Linked DNA regions of Sus scrofa: region 2 is linked to region 1. A link is a contact called in public HiChIP or PLAC-seq data. All regions are on one chromosome and are shown on one strand. The core of a region is the stretch at or near the end of the contact, and the rest is flanking DNA. Distances in the headings are between cores, read along the strand shown. Region 1 holds the start of ABCD1 (ATP-binding cassette sub-family D member 1). Region 2 holds the start of HCFC1 (host cell factor 1).

Evidence for each region. HiChIP or PLAC-seq counts read pairs in DNA pulled down with a chosen protein or histone mark.
Region 2: a contact with region 1 is called in an H3K27ac HiChIP or PLAC-seq map of alveolar macrophages. The contact joins the promoter of HCFC1 here to the promoter of ABCD1 in region 1. A contact is called at or near these places in 2 of 2 datasets of contacts at active chromatin or transcription factors (alveolar macrophages and skeletal muscle).

The regions. Positions count from the first base shown.
Region 1 is chrX:124,482,532-124,486,876 of Sscrofa11.1, forward strand. ABCD1 (ATP-binding cassette sub-family D member 1) reads left to right here and starts at 2,545. Exons shown (of 10, transcript XM_003135473.5): 1 at 2,545-3,926. The coding sequence starts at 3,027. It overlaps BCAP31 (B-cell receptor-associated protein 31), which reads right to left and starts at 2,392. Exons shown (of 7, transcript XR_002340558.1): 1 at 2,147-2,392; 2 at 1,146-1,281.
Region 2 is chrX:124,692,928-124,697,272 of Sscrofa11.1, forward strand. It overlaps HCFC1 (host cell factor 1), which reads right to left and starts at 1,919. Exons shown (of 27, transcript XM_003135485.5): 1 at 52-1,919. The coding sequence starts at 244. TMEM187 (transmembrane protein 187) reads left to right here and starts at 2,123. Exons shown (of 4, transcript XM_003135487.4): 1 at 2,123-2,249.

The DNA of each region.
Region 1 (4,345 bases), core at 1,295-3,794:
TCGTCACATACACATTATTTCTTTAAATTGTTTCCCACGTGACCAACCTGATTCATCTAGGCCCCCTCCTCCCTTCACTTCCGTCCACAAGTACTTCAAGCTACCGCTTTATCACAGAAGAGCCTTTTGAAACCAATAACTAACCATAACGCCGCCACCAGACCTCAAGAAAATCAACAAGACTCTCCCTCTTGCAGAGCCAGGACCCTTAAGTCCGAGTGTCCTAATTACTTTTAACTGCCGGTTAGTTTGAATCTGGACAAGGTCCTGATGCTGCGTTCTCTCGATGAGTATCTTAGATCTCCCCTCATCTATAAGCTCCCCTTCCCTCACCCTCTTTTGTTCTTTCCCAATCTACTGCTGCAGAAACCAGGCTGTCTACCCTACAGGGCTTCCCAGGTCGCAACTTCAAGGGGGCCTCCCTCGGCCACCGCATTCCCTGTGAACTTTAAGAGGTGATTCAGATCGGGCTTTTGTCAAGAATATGCCTCAGGCACTGCCGTTTGCGTTCTATCACCTCAGGGGTATCTTTTTTTTTCATCAAAAAAAACCAGCTTTTAAAAAAAAAGGCCTGAAAACTCAGCCATACCCATAACCTTCCAACTTAAGCCCAAATGTGTTTCCATAGTATATAGAACTCAAGTTAATCTTCAATTACCGTCTCACAGGTCCCACGCTGGCTGAAAATAAACATGGCTTCGGCCTTCACGGGCTGAGTAATGCCCCTGAGGCCACCAGGCAACGCCAGCGAGAGTAGTTAGGGGGACAAAAGTCAGCAAATCATCAGCAACGTGACCCGGGGTGCGAAAGTCTTGCGGGTCCCACAGGGCCATCCCCTGTACCCCGGGGGACCCAAGGGGCGGCAAGAGGGTCAGACCCAGAAGCCTAAGTAGGTCTTCTCCCCTCTCAACCATTCTGAAGGCCAGAAAGATGGCAGGGTGCAGAGGAAAGGAACTGGGTACGATGTGCGAGCACAGGACTGTGGGGAAGGCTGGTGACGAACACAGCCCTGCCACCCCCACCGCAGACAGGTTTTACCTGTTCCCGTCTGGCCCAGTTCTAGGGTCCGAGAGCTCTGCACACGCGAAGCTCGGAGCTCTGCCCCAGTCGGCCCCTGCCACTTGCTGGCCGGGAACAGGCCGTACCTTTTGGGAGAAATGAAGGGAATGCAGAGAAGCAGCACAGCGAAGACCTCCGCATAGAGGAAGGTGGCAACTGCAGTCCACTGCAGACTCATCCTGGTGCTAGAAGCCTTCCAACAGGGAGAGGCGCGCCGGTTTCCTGAGAAAGCACAGGAGAAACAGGCGGCGGCGTGAGAGCTGGGCCGACTGCAGCCCAGACCCCGCCTGGAAGCACCCCCGAGCTTTTAAAGCCCCGGCTCGGCCGCAGGACGCGCAGCCAGGGCTGCTCCGAGGCCCGGCAGTCCAGCGCGCTGAGCCAGCCAGGCCCCCCTTCTGGACGATTCCTTGCCCCCTTTCCCCGTGGAAGCCAGGAGCCTCCTTGCGCCAGTCCAAGTGGGAAGGCGCTTTGAGGAGAAGCTCGAGCAGACGGGCGGCAAGGCCCGCCGGGGGGAGCTCTGCGGCGAGGCGCCCCCGCCCCCGGGGAGCCCAGGAGGCCCTTCCGTCCGCAGCTCTCGCCACGGAGCCGACAGAAGCGGCAGCACCTTCCGGGGCGGGAGAGAGACCACCGCGCCGGCCTCCGAGGGGCGGAAGGTCTCCGGGCGCCTCAGAAAGGCCGCAAGAGCGACTCCTAGAGGACGCGAGCTGGGGCCAAAAGCGAGGGCAGCTCTCCACCAAGCATCTCACAGCCCCTGCCGGAGAAAGTTCTCGAAAAACTATCTCCTCAGAAACCACAGGGGCCTCCCCCGGCAGCCCCGGCGCCCAGCCGGCTCCGGACAACCCCCGACGGGGCCCCGAGCGGGCACGCCCTCCCGAGCCCCACCTCCGCGGCTCCTCCGGACGGCACTCGGCCGTCGCCCCCCGCCCCCGGCTCCACCCGCTGCCGCCCCGGCCCTGCCCCCGCACTCCTGGCTCAGCCCTCGGCCCCGCAGCCGAGGCCTCGCCGCGCGGCCCGCCGCTCGCCCTCGCAGAGAAGACGGGGGACCGCAGCGGCCCCGGAAGCCGACCGGGCGCGCAAGCCGCCTCACCGAGTTCTCCACAGCCACCACGCACGCCTCGTCGCCCCCAAACTCTCCCACCACCACGCCGGCCCCGCCCCTTCCCCCGCAGCCGGAACCGGAAGCGCCCTGCGGGTCCCGCCCCGCCCCCAAACGCCGCGAGGCGCCTTGGCCCCGCCCCCAAACGCCGCGAGGCGCCTGTGGCCCCGCCCACGGGCGCTTTCCGCCCCGCCCCCGAGCCTGGGCTCCGACGCCCAGGACTGGGGAAGAAGCGGCGCCTCGGGCGCGTCGGGAAACAGGGCGGGGCCTGGGCGGGAAGGCGCGGCGTTGCTTCTCTAGCCCGCGCGGTCGTCCCACGTCTCTGTGGTCCGGGGCGGGGGCGGGGCCCAGCCGTGGGGCGAGAACGGGGTGGGGCGCCCCGCGCCGGGGCTCCGCCTCCCGCCCCTCCTCGGCCTCCTCCCCTTCCCCCGGCTCGCCCCTGGGGAGGGGTGGGTGGGTAGGTGGGGATTCCGGACGGGTGGCGAAGTCGCAGTAGCCTCAGCCAGGCTGTGGAGCGGACGGACGCGTCTGGTGCCCCGGGGAGGGGCGCCACCGGGGGAGGAGGAGGAGGAGGTGGAGAGGAAGAGACGCCCTCTCTGCCTGAGACCTCTGGAGGCTCTGACCCCAGAGGCTAGGGGACTGCCAAATTCCTCCACCTCGGCTGTCTGAAGAGGCCGCGACCCTGGAGGGCCCTGAACCCACTGCACCAGGGGCCCCAGCACCACCCGGGTGGCCTAAAGCGACAGTCTCAGGGACCACTGCAAGCTTTCCTGTTGCCTAGACCACGAGCCCGGGGTCAGAGCCACCACCCTTCCAGCTACCTGCTTCCTCTGCTGCCTCAGGCATCAGCCCCTGCCCCAGCCCAGGTGACATGACGGTGCTGTCTACTCCCCGGCCCTCGCGGGTGACCACGCTGAAGCGCACAGCTGTGGTCCTGGCCCTCACGGCCTACGGAGCCCACAAAATCTACCCCCTGGTGCGGCAGTGCCTGGCTCCGGCCAGGGGCCCCCAGGGGCCGGTCCGGGAGTCGGCGCAGGAGGTCCCTGGGGCCACAGCGGCCAAGGCCGGCGTCAACCGGGTGTTCCTGCAGCGACTCTTGTGGCTTCTGCGGCTGCTCTTCCCCAGGATCCTGTGCCGGGAGACGGGGCTGCTGGCGCTGCACTCGGCCGCCTTGGTGAGCCGGACTTTCTTGTCGGTGTATGTGGCCCGCCTGGACGGCCGGCTGGCCCGCTGCATCGTGCGAAAGGACCCCCGGGCCTTTGGCTGGCAGCTCCTGCAGTGGCTCTTCATCGCACTCCCTGCCACCTTCGTCAACAGTGCCATCCGCTACCTGGAGGGCCAGCTGGCCCTGGCGTTCCGCAGCCGTCTGGTGGCCCATGCCTACAGCCTCTACTTCTCCCAGCAGACCTACTACCGTGTCAGCAACATGGACGGGCGCCTTCGCAACCCGGACCAGTCCCTGACGGAGGACGTGGTGGCCTTCGCTGCCTCCGTGGCCCACCTCTACTCCAACCTGACCAAGCCACTCCTGGACGTGGCTGTGACCGCCTACACCCTGCTTCGAGCAGCCCGCTCCCGCGGGGCCGGCACGGCCTGGCCCTCGGCCATCGCTGGCCTCGTGGTGTTCCTCACAGCCAACGTGCTCCGAGCCTTCTCACCCAAGTTTGGGGAGCTGGTGGCAGAGGAGGCGCGGCGGAAGGGGGAGCTGCGCTACATGCACTCGCGAGTGGTGGCCAACTCGGAGGAGATTGCCTTCTATGGGGGCCACGAGGTGGGGCCGGTCGGTCGGGGCACTGGAAAGCGCGTGGCTGGGGGTCCGAGGCGGGAAAGCCCGCTGCTGGAGGTGTGGGTGGGCCAAGGGAGCGGAGGCTGGGGTCCGACAGGGCCTTGGGCAACCCGGGTCGGCGCAGTCCTGGAGAAGCAGGAAGGCCGGGTGGGGACTGACCCGGGCCACTTCTGCTTCCTCTCCTGCTCGCTTGTCCTGGCCCTGGGACTGTGGACCTTAGCAGTTTGAGACTGAGCGCTCCCTGCTTGCCCCATGCCTGCAGCCAACAGAGAGGAGGCTCCTGCCGTCTGGGAGCAGGGTCGGTAGGAGGCGGCCTGCTGCCTGGCCCCTCCTGGGCCCCTAGGCCCTTTGAAGGCCAGCGTCCGGCCGAGCTGGCCGGGCAGGCAGGCGTTGTGGGCATGACT
Region 2 (4,345 bases), core at 669-3,168, 210 kb after region 1:
GAAGAAGGGAGAGAGGGAAAGATCGGAGGACCCAGCGGGCTTTGCACTCACCCGTGTTGTACACGTGCAGTTCGTCCACGATCCCCTCGTTGCCGCCGCCAAACACCACGATGAGCTCCTTGATGGCCACGGCGCGGTGGCCGTGGCGGGGCCGGGGTACTGGACCCGACCAGCCCACCACTCGCTTCCAGCGAGGCTGCAGGAGCACCGCTGGCGAGTTGGCGGGTGACACGGCCGAAGCCATAGTTCCGGGAAAGGGCGCGGTGGAAAAAAGTCACCAAGCGAGAAGGAAGCCCCCCAATTCCACTCACACACACCCCCTTTAGTCTAAGACGGTTCTCACGGAGAAGCGGTTCCTCACACAGCGGTGGACGGCTCCATGGAGGCCGCCATCTTAACTATTCTCCTTCACTTCTGCTCTTCCCCTTCTTCTTGCTCACCCCGTCTCCTCAAGAGCCTCCTGAAACTGCCGAGCGCCTGGGCCCGAGAAGCTGGAGGCCGCCGAGTCCCGCCGCCCTGACTCCTTGCCTGGGAGCTCCCACTTACAAGCTCGAGCGGGAGGCCCTGGGAGCCGCCATCTTGAGCCGCCTCTCTCTCCTCCCTTCCTCAGTCGTAGCCCTCCCCCGCCGGAAATGGCGGAGCCCCGGCCCGGTTCCCACACCCCCCAAGTCCCCTGCACTGGCCGGCTTCCGGGGCGGGTGGAAAGCAGCCACAAGCGCCGCGGTCGTCCCAGCCCCGCCGGCGCTCAGACCACAATTGTGGGAGCCGCCATCTTGAGACCGTCCCGCTTCCCCGCCCAGCGCTTAGTGCAGCGGCCGCTCCCGAAACAGCCTCGACACTCTTAAGGAATAGAGTCGCGCCAGAGGCCAGTGGACCGAGCCCGAATTCTCGACGGCTGCTCGGAGGCCCACGCCGTACGGCTCGTGAGGTCTCGAAGCTCTCCCCTTAGTCCGCCTCTGCGGCTCAGGCTGAGCCTGCCGCCCTGGGAGCCGCCATCTTGAGACAAGCTCCCCCTTCCCCCCTATTCTCTTCCTCCTGGGTCAGTTCTTCCACTGCAAACCAAACGCAAGGCAGCGTCCGATCCTCGCTTCCCTCCTTATGACTCCTTCCCACAGGAGCCGCTCCAAAGAGGTAGAGTTAGGCCCCGAAGTGGCAACTGTACGGCAGGAGGAGCGGTAACGGCAGGGCGCTCATGCCTCCTCCCTGGGAGCCGCCATCTTGTGTGAAGAAGTAACAACTAAACATGGCGGCGGCGGCGGTCGGGCGAGGGGGCGGAGTCGGGCGACGTCACTGTTTTCCCCACCACCACCTCTCCCCCGCCCTCGCGGGCTTCTCCATCCGGCCGAGGCCTCTTAAAGGAACCTCGCGGCGAGGGACCAGGGCTGCTGCGCGCTTGGCTTGGAATCAGGCCGCGCTGGGGTCAGGCACAGGCGTGCCCAGCCCTGGGGCCCCCCGAGAGCCCCTCCACGCCTCCGCCCTGGGAGCCGCCATCTTGCCACTTCCCCTCGCCCGGCCGTCCTCGGGCGTCAATAGCGACTTTCAGCACAAAACAAAGATGGCGGCTGCGGCATCTGGGGAATGCCCGGATGAGAAGGCCTCAGACGGGGTTGGCCCCGCCCCCCATGGGAACTGCCCCCTGGGTCGCTGAAGGGACACACTCTAGAGGCGTCGCCTTTAACTAGCAGTGGGGACAGGAACAGAGGCTGCTGAAGGCGGCTGGCGGGACACATTCGAGTCAGTCCTAGGGTCGAGGGAGCGGACGTGTTTCTGCTCCGCACACCCAGCTGCCTCAGAGCGGCGGCCCGAAGCCCGCCGCCGGGGGGAGCCGGGGGCGGGGCGGGAGTGGGCGGGAACGCGGCCGGGCGCGCGGCGCCGGGGGCGGAGCCCTCCCAGGCTCCCAGGCCGCCGCCCCGCCTCCAGGCGGGGGCGCCGCCGCAACCGCCGGCGCCCCAAGGAGACGAGCCGGGCCGCCGCGCGCCGGGCAGGCCCCCCGCTCCTCTGGCTGTCGGGCGGGCAGCCCGGCCTGCGGCGCCTGAGCCGGGCGGGCGGGCGCAGGGGAGCTCCGCGTCGCCTCGCGTCACCCCGCGTCACCGCCCGCCCCGCCCGCTTCCCAGAGCCTGCGCCCCGCCCCGCGCGCAAGCGCACAGCCGCCTTTCGGGTCCGCCCTTTTTCGAGATTTGAATTTCCCCCAGCAAAGCCGAGAGGCCAAATACCCGGATGGTGCTCGCTGGCCTTTTCGCGCCAATACTGTAAGTTCTCATAACAACCTTCAGAGGTGGGTACTGGCGTCACCCCCACGTTCCAAATCTTGCAGGAGACCGTCTCGTCGCAGCACCTTCATGGTCACTGCCAGACGCAGGCTGTAATGCGCTGCTGTCCGGGGTCTTGGAGTGACAGCAGGTGAACTTCCCAGATTCTGTCCTCTTTATTTCATCTTGACATCCACCAACCTCTAGCCGAAAGTTGGCCTGTCCTACAATTCCAAGTGTAGGCAGCCAAGCCCAGAGCGTTAGCCTGGTGACTATGTCACCAAAAGAAATGATGAGAGATCATTTTAGATCAGATGGCTTTTCCTATGGAGATCCTGAAATTAATTACAAGACCTACTGGCAGGCTGAATAACTGCTTTGAAATTACCGTAGTTATTCAGCCTCCCGCAGAGCCTGTCATTTAACCTGTTAATAAAGAAGCACAGGAGTTCCCTGGCGGCCCAGTGGGTTAAAGATTTGGTGTTGTCATGGCTGTTGCTCCAGTTCCATCCCTGGTTTGAGAACGTCCTCATGCCCCAGGTGGGGCCAAAAAAAAAAGAAGAAGCAAGCACATATATTATCACACATTTTCAAAAATGTTTTAATACCTGTCTTTAGACGTATTAAATTTATGTTGGAATTTTCTGTCGTAGTTTATGCATCTGGAGGCATTTGTTTGAGAACGGCCAAAGAGTCCTGTGACGCAGCTAAAGACGAGAGCCCTCACCTGTGTTTGTGTGGCCTCTGACCATTCACAGCACCGCTCTGGCCCCAGGTCCTTCCCCTGTAAAATAAGGAAGCCGAGCTGCTGGTTCCCAGGGAACTCGCCCCCGTGCAGTGACTCTCTTCTCAGAGTTCAAGAGTCACGGTGCTGGCTCTAGGCTCCTTGGACATCCGGGTGGCCCCTGATCTGCAGAAGGGCAGCAAGGGTGGTCCAGGGAGTCCGGGGCACAGCAAGCATTTATTAGAGATGCTCCCGGCCGAAGAAGCCAGTACTGCAACAGGTGATGGTGGCTCCTGACCCAGGAAGCAGGAGCACTTCTTAACGCTCAGCCAGGAGTTGTCATGTTTTGCAGGACTTCCCCCAAAGACCCCAGAACCAGCACCCGCGGGGATAATGCTCTTGAGCCCGCTGGCCATCCTGTGCTGAAGGAGGCTGGGAAGAACGTGGAGTGTTGGGTCCCAAGGCTCCTGGCAGCTCAGGGGTACAGCGGAGCTGGGCCATAAGGTCCCCAGCGTGGTCTTCTGGGTGGACCTGGAAAGCAGGTTTCCCTTTCCGTTTGCACAGCGGCCGGAGAGGGCTCACTTGCCCTGCCCTGTCCGGACCTCCTTCTCTGACAGGCTGACACTGTTTGGCTCCTGTCCCTGGCTCTCCTCCATGGCGGCTGGCAGACAGGAGGATCTTCACGCCAGCAAGTCAGGCCCCGGGTGGGTTCAGGGAAGGACCCAGAGACACTAGGTGTTCCGCTGGGCAGGGCCATGCCAGTGCCACAGAGGACAGGACAGCCGAGTTGGGGGTTGTAAGCAGGCCAGGCGCAGGGGGGAAGGAGGGCAGACTGTGGCCTGCGACTCGCTCGCAGGACTACGTGCAGGTGGCCCTTAGGCGTCTGGCCCAGAGGTTGCCTTTAGCAGAGGGCTAGCCCCCGAGGGGGCCGAGCACGGTGCCATTGGCCGTACGCAAGGGAGATGCTGGGGACTGCAGTGCCTGGACCCCTTTAGAGGTGGCCCTCCTGGAGGTGGGCACCTGGGGCGGGGCAGCCCCCTGGGCTGGAGGCCGTGGTAGGCGGGTGGCGACAGGGCCCCGCGCTGAGGTGTTGCAGAGTCGGGGCAAGGGCTTCAGTTCAATCTGTGAACTTAACAGCAGGCCCTTGCGGCAGGATTAGAGCCAGGAAGCTCCCCCTGAGGCCCGGCGGGCCCCAGTGCCAGTGTGCCAAGCGAAATGGCAAACAGGAACGAGGAGCGAGCAAGGAGCCAGAGGGAGAAGGCGCAATCGGACCCTCGCCCTTCCAGGTCCTAGACTGCCAAAGGCAGCCTGGACCTTGTGCTAAGTGGTCCACACATCTAAAAACTCACTTAATTCACCCAGTGACTCCGTA